Linked DNA regions of Mus musculus: region 2 is linked to region 1. A link is a contact called in public HiChIP or PLAC-seq data. All regions are on one chromosome and are shown on one strand. Each heading gives the region's core, a stretch centred on a gene start, on an enhancer-like site or on the middle of the called end of the contact. The rest is flanking DNA. Distances are from core to core; before and after follow the strand shown. Region 1 overlaps Gm40135 (a long non-coding RNA gene). Region 2 overlaps Abcd3 (ATP-binding cassette, sub-family D (ALD), member 3).

Region 1 (7,662 bases), core at 1,741-4,240:
CCCCACGCATTTCCAAGACGTTGCCAGAAGCCAATATCACACCTCGAAGCAAACAAAAAGTTGGGCAACACTTTTCTTAAGTATCCTTTATACAGAGAACACTGTGCACTAGTGACAAGCCCACAAAGACATGGGGGACAGAATGTAACAAAATACCCACAGCTATATATGAGAAAGGAAGCAATATGGGGTAGCAGACTGAGTGCTGACCTGGACCTCAGAAGGGCCCTTGGGTACAGCTCCTATTCTTACTAGCAGTGGGATATTATGTAGGGGACAACATTTCTGGGCCCATAGGCTGCAATGGGTAATGCAGGGCATGGGCCAAATTAATCAGAAAGTCTCTTCAGACCATGTTTTCCACTTACGGAGTTAAAAAGATGGGAAAGAAATAGCAAAGCAATTTTCTCTGCCTCCTGGATCCTGAGCTGTCAAAGCTGGGTCAAGTGGGTCATAGCAACTTAAGTTTACTTAAATGGTTTAAATCATTTGTGTGTATGTATGTAAGTGAATATGCTTGCTCATGCGTGTGCAGGTACACATGTAATTGGCAGGGTGCTGTGGAAGCTAGAGGTCACATTCAAGTGTCCTTAGGAGCTGTCCACATTATGTTATGAGACAGTGTTCCCTGGAACCTGGGGTTCCCTGATTAACTTAGACTGACTAGCCAGTTAGCCCCATGGGTCCGCCATTCTCCATACAGCCAACAATGGGATTATAGCATGTGCTATCACTCACAGCTGGGCGGTGAACTCAGGACCCCATGCTTGCTATCTCCCCAGCCCCTAAATGTTTTAAATCTTTGACCTCTCTTAGCAGTAAAGTGCATTAGTACATGGTGGGGGTGGGAGTGGGGGGGGGTGGGGAATGAACAAGAGGTGTTGGGGAGGGGTGCGCTGGCTAGGCCAAGTTAACTAATGTTCTCATTACAGAATCCAGGCTCATTGTTTCGCACCTATGCATGAAACCAAGCCCAAGCTTTGCTTTGCAAGAAGAGTCGTCATCCACAAAGGCAAACCAGCCTCGTGCCAGGGCAACAAGGCGCCCTGATGTGTGGAAGAACAGGATGAACTTGGGTGTGCCTGTCTCAGGCCTGCTGCCCAGCTGTCCACCCTAAAGAAAAACTATCCAAAGTTAATACAGGTCTCCTCCTCCACAAACAGCTGTAGGGATAAAGTTGCAGCCCCAGCAGGTATTTTTCATGGGAAATTTTAGACATCTGTGTCTTGGAGTGGCTAACCAAACTGCCCATTGCAGATTCTCTCTACTGTGAGGTGTTGGACTCTTCGTCTTTCCACCCTTCACCTCTTCCAGGCCACAGGCATTCCGTTCTGCCACACCTCTCTTCACTGGGACATGGCAAGTAGTCTTTTCATTTCTAAAAGCAAAATGAAACAAAAAACAAAGGTGAGTTGGATTGCAAACAGTAACTGTGCTCTTGTAGAGACCTCTTCCAGGAAATGGCTGGATGTCTCGGGTAGCCTCTCACCACCTTCCAGGCGTTAGCCTGTCAGGAGCCGGGCTTCTCAGAGACATCCTGAGTAACTGCTCTTACAGATACTCCAAGGTGAGAAAGCTCACAACGGGCAGAGAAAGTAGTTTCACCTGGAACAAATGTCATCACGTACTCCTGCTGGTGATTAAGAATAGCCGGTAACCTGGAAGCAAGGCCCCACCCTAAGCAAACACTCTAATGTGGGTTCTCTGGTGTCAGTGTCCTGGTCGTCTTGGTTCTCCCAGGCACACACCTACTTTTGCTGCTTAGTTTGTTCTTGTCCTTCAGATTCACTTGGGAACGGGACTCTGGGGACCTGACCTCCCTCTGCTGTAGACACACTCTGGGTCCTTCTTACTCAAGCGTGGCAGCGGACGCATCCAATCAGCCTCCTCGAGTGTGTCCCATGAGCCTGACTCAATGTGGCAAAGGAAGGGTTGACAGAAGTTTTCAGGGCAGATGAAAAGTGACCGAAAGAGAACTTTGCTAGGAGTTGGAAAGGTAGAATCCTCCTTCCCATTAACTCCCAGGTGAGGGAAGGTCACGGACTGCCTCAGGCTGAGGGAGCAGCCGGGAGAATGCGCCAGCCACGCCCTTGGGAAAGAGAGCATTTCCCACTAGAGTATTTCTCCACTCAGAGACAGTAACCATCACTGATAAAACGTTTGTAATTTTTTCCCATTTGATCAGTGGGACACACGTGTCACTTAGTGTGCGGCATTGTTGCAATACGCCTGCTGCAATAAGGCCAGCTCCTCACTGGGAAAGTGCCCTCAGGGCCCCAGGCACCTTGTGAGCTTCACAAAGAGGTGAACAAAACAGATTTGGTTCCAGCAGTAGGGGACGTGGGTGTGGGAGGAGCTGAAATGAGTCCCCTAAGTGGTTGAGAAGAGGCTGTGATTAGGGCTCTCAAGGAAAAGTAGACCACAGAGGAATGTCTCTGCCTGAAGAGGCTGGGAAACCGCGCATGCTCAGACTTGGCTTTTCCCTCCCATTCCTCTGGATGGAGGGTTGGAGGTTGCCCCACAGAAATAAGGCCTGGGCCTTCCGGAAGTCCTTCTTTGCCCATCGTCAGAAGTGCAGGTGAGGCAGGGAGACGTGACAAGAGGCCTGTGACTGTGAGTCACAAGGAAGTCAACTCTGGGACCCAGCAAACAAGTAAGGCTGTCATTTGGACTGCAGAAAGGATTGTACAAACCCCCTCCAGCAAACAAAATCAATCACTTAAAAAGAAAAGGCTAGCCCTTCAGAGAATTCCTCCCTTCCCTTTGGAGTGGAAACTGGGATTCTTGGGCCTTAGGCTTGCTTGAGCACCTGCCTGCAGAGCGAATCCTGCTTTCATTCACTCTAAGGCCATCTTGGTTTTCCCAAGTACCTTATGAATCACTGGGTCCTTTGTTTGTGACACAAAGGCACAGAGATAGTGATGGGCGTTCGGAGCCTCCCTCTTCCTGTTCCGGAGGCTTCTCCACTTAATGCAAAGATCTGCAATCACATGCTTTGTGGCCACGATGAATAAGTCTTCTCTTTCAGCTTTTCACATCAGGCTGTCTGTTAACTGGTGTGCTGAGGATGGGCGGCGACCTCGGGTTGTTAGGGCTGGAGACCCAGGCTCTGAGCCTAACAGCTACACTAGCAAAGTAGTAAGACATCGATACTTAAGTTGTATTCACAAGAACCAAGGCTGTACCAGACCACAAACTGTGACCTAAACAGAGACTAACAGGGCGATGGGTCATCAAAGAAACAGTAGCCAAGTAAGTAGTTACTGTTAACTTAGCTGTGGTATTACAGCCAATGGCCCCAACAGGAAGGTGCCTGGTGCCAACTTGGGTACACAGCTGGCAAGCTGTAGTCTAATTTTATAATCTAGACATTATGCTGAGCAAATTAGAATTTTAAAATTAGTCTTTGGTGTTGTTTTAACCACAACCTATATGTTAAAACTTATTTTCAATTCAGGAGTTACATTTAGCACGTACAAAGGAAAGCCGAGACACAGGTATCAAAGCTCTAAGGAACTAAGTTTCTATCCCAACAAGGTAAGATATTCCTACCAGTCTCTGTAAGGGTGAATGACTGAAAGTTCAAAACAGCTCCTACAAAAAAAAAAAAATTATAATTACATAAAATTTACATGGGGCTGGTGAGATGGCTTAGTGGGTAGGGGTGCTTGCTGCCAAGCCTGGTGACATGAGTTCAGCCCCTGGAATCCCCATGATAGAAGGACACACCTACCTCCACTCGTTGTCCTATAATGTCCTCATTCGTGCAGTAATGTGCACATCTGTGCACAGGTGAGCACACACATACATACATGCAAATAACAAAAATTTAAATGTATATACATAAGAACTCTAGAAGGAAAACATTAAAATACAGCAGTAGTTATTTACATAATTACACTGATGATTTTACAATTTCCACATTTAAAATTTTATTTGATAGATGCCAATTAATTTGCAATAAACTTTTTAAAACATGTGTTAAAATATACGATAACCTTATTTTCTTTAGGGTATTATTCAGGCCTACAGCCTTATTCACTGTGGCCTCACTTTCTCTCCTTACATATATTTGAATGAAGGATTAGACAGAAAATTTGACCTATAATAAGACTAACGAATGAAATGTTTGGGTTGAGCTCAGATTTCCTAACCAAATACTACAATAAAAACATTTGGGCTTTCTTTGTTTAAGATTTTTTAATTTTAAAGATGTTTAATTGTTTTATTTTATTTAATCTGGATATTTTGACTATGTGTATGTCTGTGTACCACATACATGGTTGTACGTTGTCATGTGGGTGCTGGGAATTGAACCACTGGTCTTCCTCTGGAAGACCAGCAAGTTCTCTTAACTACTGAGCTGTCTCTTCACCTCTGTTTGGAGTGTCTTAGAAAGAGCTACAGCAGATACAGGCATATACCTGAGGGCTGAATTTTGAAGATCAACTTGGGTTACACAATGAGACTCAAAAAAATAATAATAATAAAAAGATAAAGAAAAAGGGGGAAAGAAAAGAAAAGTGAGTTTGTTTTACTTGTCTTACTCAATTCTTAGCTATTTTGTTTGTTGATGTGAACTTTAGATTTGGTAGATTAAATTAAAGAACAAATATTTAGGTACATCCTGACATTTAATACTTCTCCAAATTCCATTATTTGAAAGTTATCTGCTTCTTATCGCAAGTAGCATCCTGCAGGCCTCTCAGGAAATCTCATTTCCTGATATCGGGATCCCATCGGCATATGGTTTTCATTTGTCACTATCCTTTGGAGTCTTCTGTGTTCTACTTAGCACCACATTGCTAACACATTAGCAAAGACAAATAACAAGTATTCCACGGCAGAAATTTACACTGGAAGGATTGTGAGTGGTCCCTTGGTCTATGATTCCTCCCAGACCTGGAATCCCTTGCAAACCTTGGCCATAGCCCGCTGGTGTCTGTTTGAAGTCCTCAGGCCTCACTAACCCCCATGGAAACTTTGTTTGCTCTTTAAAGGTCCTTCCCTTTTAAATCCATCACAGATGAAGGTTTCCTTTTGTTGTGTGTGTATTGCTACTGAGTGCATCAAAAAAAATGTTCAAAACTTTTCTTTGAAGAAGTGGAAGTTCTACTTGTCATTCACAGTTTTGGACACCGAGCGTGTGCTGAGTGTTATCTACAGCACGGGCACAGAGCAGTAACTGAGAGAGAAGGTTACCAGCCCAGGAGGTGTTTGCCGTCTAGCTGGGATGAATCTTCTACCCATATTTCCCTCCTAGTTAAACACATACGCTGTCAGTAAGCAGATACAAAGCAGCCAATGTCAGCTCAGGCCTGAGAACATGTAGGGATCAGTTGTAGATCTCTAGAAATGATTGGAGATCCTCGAGCGGAAGACTGGGCTGTCCTACGAGGCTGTGCTGGTAAGTGTCCTAGATCAGTACTGTTTGCACATTGAAGAAATGTAGCCTTATGTCATCCCTAAAGCTGGGGGAGGAGGATAGGCCATGTAAATAGAGATAAGATGGGCGTGTCCCAGCAGACTTTAATAAATGTCTGCTTATGCTGTGTGCGTGTATACACATACACAGTGGACTATGCACGTGTGCACACCTACTTGTTATCCAGGCACACACATACAGTGACAGAGAGGTGGGAAGATCCTGGAGCTGTTGCTTTTCTCATTGTTAGAAGCGAGTGCCTGACCAGCATCAATTTAAGGGAGAAAAGATTTATCCTGGCTCATGGCTTATGGGATGCAGTCCTTCTGCTAGGGAGGCCACAGTGGTGGAGGTTGGCGGTGGCAGCTCAGGGTGTGGGGTGGGGTTAGTGTGAGCACGAGGCAGAGACTTCTTCCCTCTTCACTTGGTGGGACAGGAAGCTGCAGACAGTGCGCATGCCGGCACAAGTGCGCATGCCGGCACTCACCTGGCTACCTATTTTTCCTTTCTCCTCAGCCTGAGTCCCCAACGGTGCCAGCCTTGTTCCAGGTGGGACTTCTCCTTCTGGGTATCTGAATGATTCTAATCCCAGTGAAGTTGATGAGGAAGATCAGCCGTCACAGACGCCCATCTCACTTTCAGAATTATCGTGTGTAGGTAATGGGCTGCAGGTTCTTTTGTCTGTCTGTCCTTCATTATCCATTTTCTATTTTAAGCAAAACAAAAAACAAAGCAAGCAGAACAGACCCAGTCCTGCTGAAAGTGCCACTACATGTGCCTTGCACTTTGTCCCTCCTGGCAAACCCCTCACCCCACCTCTTTCTTTCCTAGCAAATAAAAGAGTCTCAGCTCGAGCGCCAACTCCACTAGAAAGCTTTCCTGACATCCCCAAGGCCCTGCAACCCTCTCCCTTTCTTCGTGCACCTTCTGAGCAGCATACATACATGTACAATGGCAACCCTACCTCTATATTGCCTGTTTGCATGATCGCAGTACACACAGGCCTGGCCCTGGTTGGGCCTTTAGTTCTGAGCACGACACCACACCCTCAAGGAAGAAGTCAGAAGGTGTGTGATGCACGAGGAGCCTCACGTGGGTCATTCTCATAGCTTCCCACAGGCTTCTCCAGCTCCTATCATACTCTCCTTCCTCCCCAAGCTCTGCGGAACCCCTACAGTCCATCAAATACAGCATGACTTAGTCCATCCGGGAACTTCTACAGCATGGATCCAGTTCACTTGTTCATCTCTCTACATATTTTTAATATATTAATTTATTATGTTATGTCATTATATTGTATATTATATATTATGCATTATATATTTATATTGTATACTTATTATATTATGTAATATATACATATATATCATATATTAAAATATACATGTAATTTTCATATGTTTATATAAATATATAATGGATAACAATCCTATATTATAAATATGTAATCATATTATATATATTACATAATTTATATAAATATAATATATTTATTACATATATTTAATACAGAGATACTGTATTATATATAACATAATTAATGTATAATATTTACATATAAATTAAATATTAAATATATATATTTAAGATCATGCTTCCCACCCAGGGAATTTCTAAAAATAACTGCAACTCTCTCATATATTAGCTTCATAGCCACCACTGCTGTGGTGTGCCCATCAAAATCTCCTTTCTCTGAGGCCTCACTTGAAGCTTCAAAACTCTTCTCTCTCATGGTCCCAGGGATATGAGTTTCTGCTTTTATGCAGATAAGTCTCAGTGTGACACTCATCATGCTTTGTTAGTCTCTGTATCTGGCCACAGTAGCTACTCCATAAAAGTGTGTTGGTTTGAAGTAACTTAGGAAATAAATAGATGGGAAAAAATGCTCTCTACATCCTTAGCCATGAGGGAAATACAAGTCAAGACCATATTTCATAATTGTTAACATTAAATTAATTATTAATAATTAGTAATGATAAAAGCAAAAATATTAGTGAGGTTTGGGGGTGAGCATGAACCCACGTACACTGCTAGTGGATCCAAACTAGTGCAGCCACTGTGGAAATCAGATTTCATTGATTGGAAGCAGCCCTCACATTAGGGCTCAGTGGGAAGGGAAGGCGTGCCCGTGCATCCGCAGAATGATTCAGTCTTGTGTTCAAACCTCTTCTTAAAATGCTATACCTATTTGGTGAAAATGGTGTTCTTCTAAACGTTGTACAATGTGGGTTCAAATC
Region 2 (7,662 bases), core at 3,813-6,312, 240 kb before region 1:
AGCCCTGGCTGTCCTGGAACCTACTTTGTAGACCAGGCTGACCTTGAACTCAGAAATCTGCCTGCCTCTGCCTCTGGAGTGCTGGGATTAAAGGCGTGCGCCACCACACCACGCCTGGCTTGCCTGAATGTTTCTAAGTGTACTGCATGTGTGCCTTGTCCCCATGAAGGTCAGAAGGGCACCAGATCCCCTGGAACTGGAGTTTCAGTTTTGAGCCTTCATGTGGGTATTGGGAACTGAACCTGGGTCTTTCTGCAAGAGTAGCCAGTGCTCTTAACTTCTGATCTACCTCTCCAGCCCCAACATGAGCACTTTTAAAAATGAAACATCTGGGTGGTGGTGGCGCACACCTTTAATAACAGCACTTAAAAGGTAGAGGCAGGCAGATTTCTGTGAGTTTGAGGCCAACCTGGTCTAAGAGGGAATTCTAGGACAGCTAGGGCTACACAAAGAAACCTTGTCTTGAAACAAACCAACCAACCAACCAAACCCTTAAAAACCATTCTTTGACTTGGAGTTAGGTTTGTCTTTGTAGCTTTGCTTGGTCTTGTTTGTCTTTATGCTGAAAATGAAATGTACAGATTGATTGAGCCCAGTGAGGCATTGACAGAAGAGGATTGCGTGTACATGGCCCCTGCGTATACATGACTTGGAGACGCGCAACAAAGATGCCCCTTTTAAGAGAGTCTTACTGCCTTCCTCCGAGCAATGTGCGTGCAGCCTATGTTTAGAGTCTGCTTCAGACACATGAATCCCCAGGTCATGAGTTCACAAGAGCAGCATACATTTGGATAAGTGAGCAATGCAGAAGTATAAAGACATTTCAGTTCATCACACAGCATTCTTTACAATACTTACTTAGAACCTAGCTTAGCTTTTTCTCTACTGCTGTGATAAAACATCTTAACCAAGACAACTTTGAACAAGTGTTCCAATGTCCAAAACTGTAGGGAATGGTTGTCATTTAAACCACCACAGGACATCTATCTGATTAGCTGAGTGTTAGATCTGGTTGAGTGCTGCCTAAACTTGCTTTCCCCCTTCTGTTCATGGATGCAGAGTCCATATTCCAAGTATGCTGCACTTTTAACTTGAGAGAAACCAATCTGCACCCACTGCTCACCTCGTCAGACCTCTGTACTGGGAGGAAATTCACAAACAGGAATTTAGAATGTGGTTAGTGTTTTGTTGAAGGAGTACAGGATAGTGAGTTACAGACAGGGCGTCAGCCAGGCTGATGGCGCTGGGGAGAGCGGGAGCAGGGACGAGGAATCAGATCACCAGCCTGAGCTGCTGCTTGCAGACCGCTTTCCTCACCTGTAACGTGCAGATGACAGACACAGCCAGCTCCTTTAGCTTAGAGTTGGTTACTCATGTGATAGAGGGGTACAGATGCTGAGCGGGTGAGAGGACACAGTAAAAGCTTTTCCTGGTGTGATGGCTACTCTGAGTTGTCAGCATGACTGGTCGAGAAACACTCCAAATCCAGATGCAGGACTGTCTGTGAGGACATTCTAGAGGAGATTCACTAATTGGGTGGACCTGCCACACTGGGGTAAAGGGACAGAAGGCAGCTTGCCGCTTCACCCTCTCATGCTCTTCATGGTGCATGCTGCTCTGCTGTCAGGGTGGACTGCAGCCTCTGAAACTGAGACAAAATAAACTGCTTCTTGAGTGTAGTAGAGATTTTTAGTCCCAGTCCAGAGTTTTACCCCACCTCTATCATTCAATTCCCAGATAAAGGACACAGACAACTTTTATATTTACTGTAAGCCTTAAACAGCACAAAGGCTGGGCAGATGTCTAACCTCTGTGCTATTAGAATCTACTTTCCTATCAATAACCTCGAGTTATTACTTAACCCTGTTTCATCTGGGCTGCTTTTAACTCCAGTTGGCCAGCCCTCAGGGCCATGTTTTCATGACTCACCTAACCCGTGGCAACTTTCTCTTCCTCCTCCACCTTTTTCCCCTCTTGGTTCTCTTTTGACTCCCAAGCCTGGGAAACTGAAAACAATGACCCCCCCCCCCCATACACACACCTGTGTCTCTTCTGCCTAGCTATTGGCTGACAGCATCTTTACCTACCAATCAGAAATAACTTGGGAGCAAGGTCACATAGCTCACTTAGGTCTACTGCAGACTCTCATCTTGGGGATGAGATTATAATATACAGTAAAAGACCAAACCTCAGCACTTGGGTCCTGCCTCCTACTCCCAACATGCAGCTCTGTGTTGCCTTGTTAAAATCCCACTGGCTAGCAGTTATGTGGCCAAGCTTTGATTCAAGAATGGACAGGTAGATTTTCACCATTCTGTGGGAAGACTTACAGAAAAAAGTATGCATGATATGTGGGAGTTAACACACGCGCATGCGTGCACACACACACCACCAACTGTTCATAATACTAGTAACCTAACATTCAATGAGTCATTTCTCTAAACAATACTTAGTACAAATGAAACATGTCTGCCCTGAAATTATCTGACATAATGAAACCTTTGAGCACCCTGGGTTTTTACATCTGGTAAAATGTATGTAGCAGATATTCCAATGTTGAAGAACTATGAAATCTGAAACACTTCTGGGCCCAAGTGTTTCATAAGCAAACACCCAGCCTGTAAAGAGACATAGGAACTGTTCTTTTTTTTGTTTTGTTTTTTCTTTTAAAGATTTATTTCTTTATTATATGTAAGTACACTGTAGTTGTCTTCAGACACACCAGAAGAGGGCATCAGACCCCATTACAGATGGTTGTGAGCCACCATGAGGTTGCTGGGAATTGAACTCAGGATCTCTGGAACAGCAGTCAGTGCCCTAAACTGCTGAGCTATCTCTCCAGCCCTGAACTATTCTTAATGAATAAATTTTGCTTCTTGGTTAGGAAAAAAGAAAATGACCATTTGGAGAATTGTATGTTTTTTGACATTTTAGAATAATTTAATTATGGAAGCATATAACAAATAAAGTTCTCTTATTTTTTCCTTTGCAGTAAGAAAAGTGGAAAACCGCCATTACAGAATAATGAGGTAAAAGTTTTAAATGACCTACTTTTGGGGGTGGTTTGCATTATTTAATCAATTTTGCTGGGTAAAACAATTTTAGAGTTAGAATACAAGTTTTAAAATCTCACTTCCATTTGACTACATACAAGACTCTGTCACAGGAATTCCCTTTTAAGAGTCTTGCCTAGAGTCTTCTGGTGCTGTTTGTTTGACAACGCTCCTCTAAGGAGACAGTTATTAACTCGGTTAGGTTTAGCCCGAGATGACTTGCTGCCCATGTAGCTCTGTTTTTCTCCCTTCTATTGAGACAGGATCTCACTGTATGTACGTTCTAAGATGCTTAAACCCTCATCCTCCTGCCTCAGCCTCCTTAGTGCGGGGTTTAACGAGTGTACCACTTTGATTAGAAACTTTTTCTTTAAATATTTATTATATCACAAAAAAAGAAAAGAAAAGAAAAAAAAAGAAAGCTAAATCAACCTCATGGTCTAGGAGTTAGTTTGGTCTTGTAAGGATCTATTCCTTTAAAATATAGTTATATCTTAGTATATCGTTGTATTTCAAGGTTAACAAAGTAAATTATTCTCAAAACCATGTACATGTCCCTTATACCTGTAAGTTTAAAGAAAAAATTACCTTTTCGTATTACTTAGTTAGCCTGGAGAGTAGTAAGAGTGTGATGAGCTTGCATCGATTTATTACAGCACAGGAGAAACAGGCCATGAACTTGACTGTCCTTGTGGCTGAGATGATGACCTGGGTTCAGCTTGTGTGTTTCAGTCAGAATTAAGGAATGATGTTCCCCTTAAAGCCAGACAGAAAAGATCAACAATAAAAGGAACAACAACTTAAAAAGAATTATTTTTAAATTCACACCACCCCCCCCCCCCAAGCTCATGCCTAGTAGCATTCACTCCTTGTTACCCCTGGCAACTGCTCATTTACTGTTTGTCTATTGATTTGCCTGCTCTGGGGCATTTAATGTTAATGCGATCATTCAGTACGTGTGGTCCTGCAGGCCTTTCACTTAACATGATGTTTTCAGGTTTCTTCATATTGTTACTATACTATTTTATGCTGAGTAGTATTGTGTTGTGTGGGTTATATCACCAGGTAAGGGATTTTTACATTAACATAAACATGAAGCTTATGAGTAGTGCAGCTGTGGTCTATAACAGGATGGAATTTGGGGTTATGCAGTAACTAAGTTGACATTCTTTTCAAATAAATGGCATTTATCCCTGTGTCAGTTTATTGGCTTTAATATCTGTACTATTAGTATGGTTTTGAATGTAATTCTTATACCTAGTATGTATTACTATATAGGCTATTATATAAAGTTTAATTTGCTTTCCTTTTCTTCCTTAAAATTATTTCTAGAATTGACTAATAAGCATCAAAGTGATTATTACCCTGTTACATCCTTTAAGCCCCACCCGCTTCTCTCTATCTTGGTCTGTCTGTCTGTCTCTTTGTCCACTCTGACTATCAAATTGTAGCAAAATTTATTTCTCCATTAAGGCCACTCCCCCCACCCCTTGTTTTTTATTTGAGACAAGGTTTCACTTTGTAGCCTTGGCTGGCCTGGCTGGCATTGAACTCACAGAGGTCTGTCTACCTCTGCCTCCTGGGTGTGGGTTTAGAGGCAGGCACCACCATGCCTGACCTACTAGTAATATTTTAAGAGAGGGACGGAGTTGGGACAACTTGAGGGAGATGGTTCTCTTTTTCACCCCATGGTTGACTAGGGGTCTGGAAAGGGCTGGGAAGGATGTGTTCTGGGGTAGCTTGTAGTTTTTGGGTTTCTCTTTTCTACTCTCCCAGTCTAAGGATAGTAAAGGAGATATTCCCACCAAAAGCTATAGATGCCACTTTCTCCTTATCTTTGTAGAAGGTTGTAGATTTATTTGAAAATAAATCTCTAAGGGAGGAGCCACTATCTTATCTCAAACTCTGTCCTGACAACAGATTCATGACCTCTCTAGTCCTTTAGCCCAGTGCTTTGTAGGCACCTCTGCCTTTTGTCATTCGTTTTCTTTCTCAGGTCTTGATGCTAAGTGTGCACTCCATTGTCCTCAGCACTGGGTGTGTGCACTCAGACTTGCTGTTCTTTGTGCTTTAATCCCTCTACTTTGTCACATTTCAGTGTGGAGATCTTTCTGTGTCTCACTGCCCAAATTACTCTTTTTCTCATGACTCTGGCTAGTCGATCTGTAATTACTTCTTCATTTACTTTTGTCTGTGTTCCTCTTATTAGAAATGGATTGAATATAGTAAGGAGCTTAGGAATTTATGAGTTAGAATCTGCAGATTGTTGTATATTGAAAACATTAAGTGATAAATCTAGTAACCCAGAAGGCAGGCAGGCAGGCTGGCTGACTCTCTCTCTCTCTCTCTCTCTCTCTCTCTCTCCTTCTCCCTCCCTCCCTCCTTCTCCCTCCCTCCCTCCCTCCCTCCCTCCCTCCCTCCCTCCCTCCCTCCCTCCCTCTCTCCCTTTCTTTCCTCCCTCCCTCCCTCCCTCCCTCCCTCCCTCCCTCCCTCCCTTTTTGTTTTTTTCTAGACAGGGCTTCTCTGTGTAGCCCCAGCTGTCCTGGAACTCTCTGTAGACTACGCTGGCCTAAAATTCAAGAGATCCACCTGCCTCTACCTCCAGAGTGCTGGGATTAAAGGTGTGAGCTACCACTGCCCAGCAGACATTTCTTAAAATTAGGGAAAGTCACGTTTAAGATTTTTTTTTAAAGTTTCTATTTATTAAGAAGAGTCTGGGGCATGGCAGTGGTGGTGGTGCATGAAGCCTTTGGTTCAACCCTGTCACTGCAGAAGATAAACTAAGCAGTAGCTACTTGGTCACTTCTCACTCTGCGCTTCTCAGAGCTTCGGCTGCGCTTTTCCCTTGAGTACTTACACTCTTCTCTCAGAGAGCACACCTCCTCTCTCTTTCTCCTGTTAGGTAATTCTGTCTTCTTGGAATCTGAATACGGAGAGCTGCTCAAGTGTGTGCTATAAATCCAGCTGTCCATCTTAATGGTTGTCTGCAGTGACAGGAAGTGTGGCCCCGTGACCACTGTGCGTCTGTCGCAGTTCCCTTAGATGTGATTCTATAATCACTGTTGCAGCTATCTTAAACTCGGCTCTTTATTTATTTTTTTTTCTTAAAGATTTATTTATTTATTTTATGTTTATGAGTATACTTTAGCTGTCTTCAGACACACCAGAAGAGGGCGTCAGATCTCATTACAGATGGCTGTGAGCCACCATATGGCTGCTGGGATTTGAATTTAGGACCTCTGGAAGATCAGTCAGTGCTCTTTTTTTTTAAAGATTTATTTATTTATTATATGTAAGTACACTGTAGCTGTCTTCAGACACTCCAGAAGAGGGAGTCAGATCTCGTTACGGATGGTTGTGAGCCACCATGTGGTTGCTGGGATTTGAACTCTGGACCTTTGGAAGAGCAGTCGGGTGCTCTTACCCACTGAGCCATCTCACCAGCCCAAACTCAGCTCTTTAAACACTGTGTTTGTTGTAGCTATCATCTTAAAAAGTTTTTTTTCCCCTCTCCCTATGTAGAAAGAAGGAAAGAAAGAGCGAGCTGTGGTGGACAAAGTGTTTTTATCAAGGCTCTCACAGATCCTAAAAATTATGGTTCCTAGAACATTTTGTAAAGAGGTAAGTCTTCAGAAATTATAATACTAAATGTCTGACTTTCCATATTCATGAGTTTTTAGAATGAGCAGTCATAGCAATTCAGGTAAGATGTTTTTTGTGCAGGTAAAGAAGACTGTTAAATATGTGTCTAAGTTATCACCAGTATTGATGATGTGACATCCCACACTCGTCACTTGTTAGCCCCGTTTTCCCCAGTAGAAGTGCTGATTATTGATTATGTGGGCTGATAGTTATTGATCATGTGGGCTGATAGTTATTGATTATGTGGGCTGATAGTTATTGATCATGTGGGCCTGTTGGACCAGCACCTGCATGCTTCATGTGGCCTTGATCTTTTCCCCTTAGCCTTTGCCCTCTCCTGTCTCCCTTGGTTTGTCTAATGTGTTTGTAGGACACACCTACATTTGCTATTCTAGACGTTCCCTTCCTGTCTCTTCCACAGAGCTCTGCTTAGCTAAATTTGTTTATTTTCTTGTATAACTTTTGCCTTAAAAACTCAAGTTGAAAGCACTGAGAAAATCTGGACAGTATTAGAGACTTTTTATTTAACACGTTGAACCTCATTTTCTCAGGTTGTATAAAATGTAAAGCTCCATTGCTTGTTGTTTAGTTAATGTAGAAATCATTACCAGTGTTCTTTATTAAAGTAGCATATTAAAAATAAATAAGAAAATCACAGCATACCAAGCCAGAAAATCTTAAGTTACTTATCTAGTTTTTGCCATTGACTGTGAATTACTTGACCTGCCTTTGAATTCTAAATGAGATCATTAGTTAAATGCTCTATGGGGCCTTTAACATATCTGTTATAATTTTTAGTTCCCTTTAAGCTCTGTTAAAATTTATTATAGATAAAATATACATAGGATGTAAATGAATAGTTAGAATAGAACTCTGAGATTTGACCAAGAGCTTCACCAAGTTACTGTTTCTTTTAACATTCTGCAATGCATTTGGTTTACTCTGCCTGGTTTGTTTTAGACAGGCT

What was found. HiChIP or PLAC-seq counts read pairs in DNA pulled down with a chosen protein or histone mark.
Region 2: a contact with region 1 is called in an H3K27ac HiChIP or PLAC-seq map of embryonic stem cells, with 16 read pairs. The contact joins two enhancer-like sites. A contact is called at or near these places in 9 of 39 promoter capture datasets (3T3-L1-derived adipocytes, the C10 cell line, the HPC-7 cell line and 6 more), 3 of 484 Hi-C or Micro-C datasets (bone marrow-derived macrophages, embryonic stem cells and epiblasts) and 14 of 115 datasets of contacts at active chromatin or transcription factors (acute myeloid leukemia, bone marrow-derived dendritic cells, bone marrow-derived macrophages and 6 more).

The regions. Positions count from the first base shown.
Region 1 is chr3:121,554,344-121,562,005 of GRCm38.p6, reverse strand. Gm40135 (a long non-coding RNA gene) reads right to left here. Exons shown (of 4, transcript XR_867598.2): 2 at 3,553-3,594; 3 at 2,871-3,127; 4 at 1-1,378. Among named protein-coding and RNA genes, the nearest start is that of Gm40135, 13 kb to the right of the region's middle. Within about 2 kb of position 2,990, at least 44 of the 459 cell types and tissues checked have an H3K27ac peak or open chromatin away from gene starts, as enhancers often do. A contact at or near this core is called in embryonic stem cells and extraembryonic endoderm stem cells, where this site is marked.
Region 2 is chr3:121,791,816-121,799,477 of GRCm38.p6, reverse strand. It overlaps Abcd3 (ATP-binding cassette, sub-family D (ALD), member 3), which reads left to right. Exons shown (of 23, transcript NM_008991.3): 2 at 2,993-3,029; 3 at 6,576-6,674; 4 at 7,656-7,662. Among named protein-coding and RNA genes, the nearest start is that of Abcd3, 20 kb to the left of the region's middle. Within about 2 kb of position 5,062, at least 14 of the 459 cell types and tissues checked have an H3K27ac peak or open chromatin away from gene starts, as enhancers often do. A contact at or near this core is called in embryonic stem cells and extraembryonic endoderm stem cells, where this site is marked.